Linked DNA regions of Gossypium arboreum: region 2 is linked to region 1. Evidence: chromatin contacts called from public Hi-C data. All regions are on one chromosome and are shown on one strand. Each heading gives the region's core, a stretch centred on a gene start, on an enhancer-like site or on the middle of the called end of the contact. The rest is flanking DNA. Distances are from core to core; before and after follow the strand shown.

Region 1 (5,157 bases), core at 1,462-3,961:
TAAAAACCATACTTTTAATGCTTAAACTCTAAAAACATAAATTATCATCAAAATGACTCGATTTTGCTTAGAAACATGCTAAAATAAGTGCAAAAAGATATAAATAGACATGAAAGTTCATGGTAGATCAACTTTCAAATTATGCTTGAGACAATTCTTGCTAATGTTGGTGAGTTTATTTCTCAAACTTCCAATTATCATTGAATGTCAGATTGCTAGTGTAAGTAAGTATTGTAAAGCCTGGTGTTTATATGTATAAAATGGTTTAGTAGAATTATGAATTAAATGCCTCTAGTGGCTAAACCATATCTTTTGAAAAAAAACTTTGTATATGTATAAGGATAGGATTTTTATATGAATTGACACTTGTACGCATCATTCCATAAGTTATTGATAAATACCCCCCATTACAATTGGCTTTTGGTCAAGAGCCAAATACAACCCATTTTAGAATTTCTTTTAATGTGTAGTATATGTTCAAGTTGCACCACCACAATGCATAAAATGAGTATTCATAGAAAGTTGAGAATATATATTAATTATTAATCCCATTATATAATTAAATGTCTTGAATAAATTGGGTGAAATTCTAAAATAGATTTATTACTATTTTGATTTGACTTTTTTCCAACATTAAAGTGAGATAAATAACAGTTGGATGAAATAATTACTTGTAATGAATTATTATTATCTTGATCCTCATATAAAGTAATTTGAACTAGAAGTTCAAAAGGATAATTCAATTTATTGCAAGTTAACTATCGATGTATTTTCTAACATAATGAGAAAACCAAATGATGTCATATACTGAAAATAATAAATCAAGATTGTCATATACTGGAGGTAAGTCTCTAGAGGAGACTAAATACATAACTAATTACTAAAATTCCAAAAAGAAATTAGGTACCTAAAATTGACGGTGGAAATAATGGAAAAAATGTCTGGATCAATTACGTCTATATGAGAAAATATGGATCCGAGAATGAAAAGTTGTTGACAACAGTTTTGCATGCAATCGTATTGTTGAAATAATGACAAAAAAAAAGAGGACTTGAATAAATTTGTCGAGAAATATAGACATGAAATAGATTAACCAAAAATAGAAATATACAGTTCAAGTAGTATAAAATTCATGAGGTTTTTGAACCAATAGTCCAGATTTCTAAACCTATAAAGCCAGTGAGGGTGCGAATGTGTAGCTTTGTGAAAACGAAAAAAGAAAATGAAGATTTTCACTAAGTCTTGGCATTGATTATGAAAGATATAATATTCTTTTGTGGTGAATGCAAAACATTTAGATATCTTATTAGTTTGGCAGCTCATGAAAGATTTGATATGCGTCTAATGGTTGTTCTTACAACCTTCTATATAAATTACTATATAGTAAATATATTAAATCCTTAAAGGATTTAGAATGTTGGAAGCATATAGAAATCCTAGGGAAATTGTTCACTACTTTTGCATAAATATTTATATGAATTAAATTGACTTGAACATATGTGGTAAATTTGACTCAGTGAATAATAGTTGAAGGAAAATTATAAAATGATCTAACATGTGCATGCATAGAGGGATATGATCAAAGTTTGTTATGATTATTGTTGGAATTTTTTGAGAGATTAAAATATATTTCTCCAAAATTATTCCTCACTCATGAACTCTAGAATAATAATGATGTAAACATTTATCAAATTTGCTCAAGTGATCATTTGAAAAGCTAGTATTCAAGATTAAATATATAGGATGAAATATTATGTGATGCTGTCATGAGGGGGAATAAATTAGCGACATTTTTTCCCTCTTAACCGAGGTTTTGTCCCATTGATTTTTTTTGTAAGGTTTTTAATGAGGCAACATATTAATGCATATATTTACTCTTTTTCTTCATCGATAATATTTTCCACATATATCTTAGTGAGGTTTTAACGAGGTACTTATCTATCGATGGACATCCAATGAGGAATGTTATAAATATTTTATTATTATAGAAGTGGATGTGATTAGGATAATAAGTTTGATTTATTTTGGGACCCTAATGTCTATTAGAAGTAATTTTGGTATAATGTATACTTCTTATGTTTATAAATATAAACTTTGGAGAAGCATGTTCTCATTATAAATAAATTACACACCTATCTTTTGCTTTCCTATTTCTCTTTATTCTTTTTGAAATTTCTTTTATTTTTATTCTCTCTATTCTTTTATTTCATAATAAAAATTTATTAAAAATTAATTGCTATTTCCTAAAATCACAATTACAAATTACAAATTACACATTTACAATTGTGTTTGCTGAATTAAGGAAGGGTGACCTTAAACCAAAAGGCATTCCTGACTTAAAAGACCAAAAAACATTAAAATCTCTCCAACTGCCAAGGTAAAAACTTTTGCATCTTATTATCACAAAGGCAGTAGAAGTATCTACTTTGTATTTAGGGTAATATTATATTTTTTCATTTTTACTAAAAAAACAAATTATTCTTTAAAACTAATCTTTAGATATCAACATGAGAAATACATGACACATTACGTGTCATTATTTGATTATTCTATTAACCACATTAATTTTAACATTACAAATTGATAAAATTTTAATTGAAAAGATCAATTTTGTTTTAATCTAATATATATTTTAAATAAAAAATCAAATACAATCTATCTCTTACCTTGTTAACTATATAATACTTTTACCGCACAAAGCCACAACTAAGCCAACGATGATAATCTGTATAGCTAGTACTTTTGAAGGTGTACGTTTTTCCATACGGTCGAGTAGCACACGATACTGTAGGAGTCTGTACTATATATATAATTACGATAACTTATTCGGTAATCCCTGGTTTTCTTCATTATCATCACAATCGTATAAATCAAACATCAGCAGTAGGAAGAAGAGCGAAAGAAAAATAAAAGGAAAAAGGGAAGAAAAGATCGTCAATCTTCTATAAGTTGATCGCGTTGATTAAAATTTTGTAGGTCTTCGATTCTTTCGAAAGACCGATTAACCACCAATTCTTCTTTTTAGGTACTTGAACAGGAAGAAAAAAATAAATTTTTTTGACGTGATTTGTTTTTTCTCTTTGATGTTTTTAAGCTCATCGATTAGTTGTTTTTCGCTTTTATTTTCTCATTAATTTCTTTGTTTTTTCTATTTTCCTTTTTAAAAAAGAACATTTTTAGTTGTATTAGGTTTGCTTTGAAGAGATATATATTTTTAATTGTTTTGAGGATTGATCGCTTATTAATGGTTTTGACGATTCAGTTGCCCTCTTCAAACTAACCCTATTTTCTTTGTTTTGATTTTCTTTCGTCTTCTAAATACTATGCTTTTATTTATTTGTTTTAAAAAAAATTCCCTTTTTTCCCTTTTGAAGTTCTAAACTGAGCCTTGTTATGATTAAAATTTTGATGGTGATTATATAGATTTTTTTTGGGCTACTGTACAACAGTAATGTTCATATTCTACGATGATATTCTTATTTTCTTCCGTATGAAACTGTTAATTTTCGCTTTGTTTAATGCGATTAATTTTTTTATTCAGGTTGGAGTGAATTGTCTTGGTTTGGAAATTCGTCAGTCCAAAAGAAAGAAAAAGGGAACGAATTCACATGGGAAGTCGAGGGCAGAAACGAACGGAAACAGCCGACGAATTACCAGCAGATAAGCGAGCTTGTAGTTCATTAGATTTTCGACCAAGTTCCTCTAACTGTTCCTCAGTCAGAACTCACCTCAATTTACCAAATTCCACTCCCGATGCTGACATGGAAACTTCCTCCTCCACCTCGGCTTCGAGCCGATCGGATGGTGAACACGAGAAGGAAGACGAATCAGCTTATGGATCATGCGATTCTGACGATGCTGAGCAACAACCACGGCACCACATTTTAAGAGACTATCAGAGAAGAAGATCGTCGAGTGATCATGGAAAATTGAATACTATTTTGTCAAATTTGAACGAAGGAAATGGAGGTTCGGGCCAACTGGCTGCGTTGACTGAACTTTGTGAAGTGTTGTCTTTTTGTAATGAGGATTCGCTTTCGAGTTTGATGGCGGATTCTTTATCACCAGTACTTGTAAAGCTTGCGAAGAACGAGAGTAATGCTAATATAATGTTGTTGGCAATTAGGGGTATGACTTATCTATGTGATGTATATCCTAGATCATCTGGTTTCCTTGTTAGACACGATGCAGTTCCTGCTCTTTGTGAAAGATTATTGGCTATTGAATATGTGGATGTAGCTGAGCAGGTATTTTTTTAAGCTTGCTTGTTAGATTATACTGTGATTGAAGTGACTAAGTTTGTTAGGGTAAGAAATTACAGTGTGATTGAAGTAAGAAAACTTGGTTATGCTGAGAAATATTTGTTATGCAGTGTTTGCAAGCATTGGAGAAAATATCTCGCGATCAACCAGTTGCTTGTTTACAAGCTGGTGCAATTATGGCTGTTCTAAATTTTATTGATTTTTTCTCAATTAGTGTGCAGGTAATTCAATTTGCACTCTGTTATTAATTCTGGAATTAGGGTATATTTTGTTTAATTGAGTTTTGATTCTATGCCAGAGAGTTGCACTTGCCACGGTGGTGAACATTTGTAAGAAACTTCCTTTGGAGGGTCCTGCACCTTTTGTTGAAGCGGTTCCCAAATTATGTGATTTACTTCAGCATGAGGACCAACAGGTCTTTAACTATTTGTAGTTTTCCTCCTTTTGATGACCCCTTCAATTTATTTCTTTCTCATAAATTATATTGACCTATTAACTTTTACATTGTTGAAATTCCTAGCTTGTTGAAAGTGTTGCAACTTGCTTGATCAAAATATCTGAGAGAATGTGTCAGTCTTTTGAGCTGATGGAGGAACTCTGTAAGCATGAGCTGATTAATCAAGTCACACTTGTTATGAAATCGAATAGCCGAACTACTATATCCCAGCCAATATACAATGTATGCAAATTTCCTTGATCATGGTCAGAGATTAGCTATATTTTCCACTGCCTTTTAAATGGTGATTTGATTGTTCCATGTTGGTTGGCACTTGGCAGGGCTTGATAGGATTACTTGTCAAGCTTTCTTCGGGTTCATTTGTAGCTTTTAGAAGTCTGTATGAGCTAAATATAAGCAACATACTGAAGGATGTCTTATCTACTTATGACCTCTCAC
Region 2 (4,971 bases), core at 354-2,853, 45 kb before region 1:
CTTCGAATCCTCTCATTTTTGATAACTCCTATTTCAAGTAACAGCTCTTTTAGTACTTAAATTATTGTTGTGAGTTGATGCTCGAATCGTTTCCAACTTGATTGCATTGTGACCCATGTTCTTACATTCTTGTTTGAAACAGAGAACTTGTCAGTGGAGAGAAAGAAGGTCTGATTCAGTTGCCAACCGACAAAGCACTTTTGGAAGATCCTGTCTTTCGCCCTCTTGTCCACAAATATGCTGCAGTAAGTATCAATTCATATCTTTCAGCTTTTTGCTATATATATCATATAGATTTAACATATGCAACCTTTATTTTATCTCTCAAGTGCGTTTCATTTGTACCAGTACATGTATATATATATGTAATAGTTGGAACTTTTAGTTATGAATAATGTTGTGCCTTATTAGGATGAGGATGCCTTCTTTGCTGACTATGCTGAATCTCATTTGAAGCTTTCGGAGCTTGGGTGAGTAGCAACCAACTTTTTATTTCATCCCCTTCTGCAAATTCTCTTGCATTTTTCCTATATAATCTAACAATTTCTTTGACCATGTTTTAGATTCGCGGATGCCGAATAGGGGATTTATAAAAGCATCCAACATGATCATGCTGCTGTCTTGTGCCTGATGTTTACGAGTCTTTGCCGTTTGTGAAAAACATGTTGATCAAAATTTATGTTTTGTGTCCTGTGTACGATTAATAAATATCACAGTATGATGAAATAAGAATTTGAGGACAAAGAAATGTTGGTGTTTAGTGCACGTTTTGTTGGAAATGAGTTAATTGTTTCCTCCTATTAATAGAAATGAGTATGTATTGAAAGCGTGGGAAATGTTTTGGGTACGAATTAAATGGTATATCTTGAATGTATTTTTATTATTTTAATAATTTATATTTTTATAATTTTAAAGGGTAGATCAATTTTTTATATTTTTAAGAATTAAAGTATAATTTTATCATTATTAATTTAAAATTTTATAAATTTTAAAAATATATAAATGAATTTTTTTTCATGGTTTATGTTATATTTTCCTACTTGTATTATTGGTTGTCATGCTGAATATTTGTTGAAGATTATCAAAGTTATATTTGATTCAATTGAATTCCATGATTGCTTTTAATTTAATCATATAATATTTTCATAATATCACTATCCAAAGCCATAGAAGTTAAATTAAATAATATATGAAATTCGTAAGCCTGAAACGTAAAATAATGAATGTTTCAAAATATTTTGTTTTTCTTTTAATTTGGTATTCATATGAATACAAAAATTTGAGAATCTTGAGTCCATTTATATATATATATATATATGAAAAAAAATATATAATGAAAGCTTTTGCTCTTGGCATTTACTTTTTTGTCCTAGAGACAAATTAACATCAAAAGAACATCACAATTCACTTCCACCATTTTCATGGATGGCTTCTACTCTTCCCACCATCAAAAGTTTTTTGCTCTTCCCACCATTTGGGAATTCTTGCACAACTTGTAACCAATGTTGCACCACCTGCATTTGCTCTTGAAGTTGTTTATCTAGTGTTAATGGTGATTACTTTTTTTTGGCTTTCCCAGCTCGACTAGTAAATCTTTGTAAGCTCTAATACCAATTTGTCACAACCTTAGCAGTGATAAGTTTGGATTTATGGAAGAATTTGAAGAAAGAAGGTTGAAGAAGAGAATTCTGAAATTTTCGTTCACAAAGAAGAAAAGACATTACAATGACCAAATCATGCCTATGACCATTAGCATAAAACTAAGCCCATTAATCAGCTAGCCCATCTTTCTCGGTCCCTAACGTCTGTGATCCTCGTAGTCTATTATCTATCAGCTTACATATAGATATTAGCCCATCTGTGAGTTTAACTAACCATCGGATACATTATCCAAAACTACCCTATTTAGGGATTTCATTCCCAATTTCCCCCTTTGTAGTTGAGATCATGACAATGAGTTTCCTAATGTACCCATCACCTTAGAATGGATGGGATAGTGAAGGTACGGTAAATTCTACCTAAGCAAAAAGGCATAACCATCATGCGGCATGTATGAATGTGATAATGCATGGGTGGGTTCAAATTTTCTTTTCCATTTCAAGATTAAAAGAAAGATGAATCTAATCTCACTATTTCGATTATCTAGTGGAACCTAATTATATTTGATATCGATAGTCATTTAATTATAAATAAATTTTCATTTTGATAATTTAATTAAAAAATTACAATTTAGTTCCTAAAATTTTCAAAAAAAATTTACACCTAACTAATTCATCAGTAACATGACACTTGTTAAATTGGTATAATAATAAATTCAATTCTCAAATTTTATATTCCTATCAATTTAACCTTGATTCTATGTAAAAATTATAAAAAAAATGAAAGCTCTTTTATTTTAAAATTGAAAATTTCTATAAAAGTATTTTAAACAATATATAAAAATTTAGATGCATAAAATTATTTTTCGATAAGATTTATAGGGTTTTAGTTTAACTACAATGCAAAGATTATGTTTTTCTTTTTTAAGGTCAAGTTTTGATTTTATTTCTTGGTCTTGGTTGATCGATTCCATGGATGATTGATAACAACATTTGCATAGATTTTTATAGGTTTAATCTTCTCTTTATCATATCATTAAGCTAATTTTCTTAGTTTTATCTTTCAAAAAAGTTTAAGAAGTTGAGTTTTTAATAACTCAAGCCCGAAGTAACAATGTCCAAGGCTACAAGAAAGTCGACGATTCAAGTTCTGAATCCAATCCACTTAAAAGTATTAAGTATGGAGGATTGTATAAGTTGAGTTTAGGGGTCGTTGAGCCGGGAAATATTAAGTCTAAAAGTGATGGTGTGAATTGATGACGAAGACGATTGGGAAGGGGAGGAGTGTACTATTAATGTACCGTAAATAGAGGACTTAGGATCGATCAAGGAGCGCAGAGGTGTATGGAGAAGAAGGCGGCAACATTGGTTCAGGGAGGGTAATTAGGGTTTGCCATTTTTGGAGGTAATGGTAATTTATCTTAATATTTGGTAATAGATTGGGTTGGACATTTGGAAGGAAAAAAATTGTGTTAGAAACACATATTAGGATGATTTGATTTTGAAATAAATTTTTTTATTAATACTTAAAATTATAAAATTTATAATTTTTTTAATTTATAAATAAGAAGATAATATATTTCAATACAATCGAATTCACGTTATTCTCTTATATTATCAACAAGACCAGACTCAATCAGCCATTGAAATAAAATTTTAAATCATCCAATTTACGATGTCGTCCACCTCTAGCTGTTGCGTTTTGGTAGAAGCCTTTAAACTTTTAGGCACCCAAAGTGCAACGTCAACCTACTTAGCTTTTGCGTGTCCCACCCAATGTGCTTTGCTTTCTTCGCCTCGACGTATAATTCGGTGCTTTGAAAATCGAGAGCCTATATATTTTGTTTTTTATTCTTTTCGTATTGGGAATCTAGCTTTTGTACAAAATGTAAGTTCCTAATTGCTTCCATTTTATTTATATGTCATCTTATATATCATATATTATATATTATAAATTCTTACATCTTAAGTGATAAGAGAACTTAATTTATTCAAATCTGATATACTTAATATGATAATACGTGGGAATTGTATTATTTATTTTCATTTTTATTGTTTTAAAATAAAATAAAATATTAAAATTGCACTATTATTTGAATAATATCAATAATTTATATATTTAAATATTTAAATTACACTCTATGTTATATACAATTTTATACAATTGACAAAATTTTAACAATTAAAACCAACTTCATATTATTTGATCATAAATTAATTTTATAAAATTATTAAATATTTGAATTTTTAAAGAATATTATTTCAAAGATATATATTATTTATAAGTTTAAAATAATTAATTTTGCTATTAACTAAAATTACGTAGGTAAAGATATCAATAGAAAAATGGTTATTTAAGTCTAAAATTAAAACCAAATTTTAAACAATAATAATTAAAATCAAATCTTAATTAACACATATTGGATGGTGCTTCACCTAGAATATCCCATTTGAGCATGTGTCACTTTAGTATTGGATGGTTTCGGGACATTATTTATTTTACTTGAAACGCACCGTTTGGATAAGAAAGTCTATAAAAATCCTTCATTTTTCTCCTTCAACCATCAATTTCTTGCATTAGCTGCTTTGCTTTCAGTATTGTTCTCCCTTTATTCAAGTTTTCTAGATTTTGTTCTTCTCTTCTTCATTTTCATCCTCAAGGTAAGAGATTTTCTTTTTATTGTCTGTTTTCTTCATTTTCTGGAACAATGTTGTCTAATGAAGTTCAATTTGGTTCATCAAAGTCCTCTAGATCTTCGATGACTGGGAATCAAGAGGGAAAGGTAGGCTCCTCCAGAAATGTTGGTGATGAAAGAGAAGATAATCATCCTCGAATGACGTGAAAGCCTAGGGGCTTCGTCACAAAATGGCTCTATATGAAGTATCTCGGATAAAGAGGAAGAATGGCTTGCATGAGACTTATGAGAAACCTCCATGCTTTTTCCTCCCATTGTACGCATTAGAAAGGGGTTTTACCCTCCCTTTTCATCCTTTCATACAGAAGGTTTTGAACTTTTACAAAATAAATCTCGAGCAACTATTTGGAACCTCTTGATGGTTGTTGACTAGATTTATATCCCTTGCCAAGAAAAAGGGATGGATCCAAAGCTTAAGGTCTTCCAAAACCTATATCAACTATCTAGGAGGGATCAAAAGAAACAACTTAAGTTGTTGTGGTTCTGCTGTAGGTAGGGGCACCCTTAAGTTAAACACATTTTCTTTTGGATGACCAACAACATAAGGATTGACCGTTGTAAATATGTTACTGTAAAATTAAAATTCAGGAGTGACTTCGACATCTCTACCAAGTGGCTTTTACCTCATTGGGATGTTTATAACCTCAAGCCTTTTATAGCTAAAGATTTCGAGGCTC

Evidence for each region. Hi-C and Micro-C count contacts between places; a contact is called where the count stands out from the background.
Region 2: a contact with region 1 is called in a Hi-C map of leaf, with 2.4 times the contacts expected there. The contact joins the enhancer-like site here to the promoter of LOC108489361 in region 1. A contact is called at or near these places in 2 of 5 Hi-C or Micro-C datasets (both in leaf).

What each region holds. Positions count from the first base shown.
Region 1 is chr4:101,048,455-101,053,611 of ASM2569848v2, reverse strand. LOC108489361 (E3 ubiquitin-protein ligase UPL4) reads left to right here and starts at 2,711. Exons shown (of 18, transcript XM_017793867.2): 1 at 2,711-2,972; 2 at 3,542-4,247; 3 at 4,373-4,483; 4 at 4,561-4,677; 5 at 4,783-4,941; 6 at 5,040-5,157. The coding sequence starts at 3,609.
Region 2 is chr4:101,092,428-101,097,398 of ASM2569848v2, reverse strand. LOC108488538 (L-ascorbate peroxidase 2, cytosolic) reads left to right here. Exons shown (of 9, transcript XM_017792819.2): 6 at 1-37; 7 at 143-245; 8 at 412-470; 9 at 564-836. The coding sequence ends at 582. Among protein-coding and RNA genes, the nearest start is that of LOC108488538, 3.8 kb to the left of the region's middle. Within about 2 kb of position 1,603, at least 2 of the 2 cell types and tissues checked have an H3K27ac peak or open chromatin away from gene starts, as enhancers often do. A contact at or near this core is called in leaf, where this site is marked.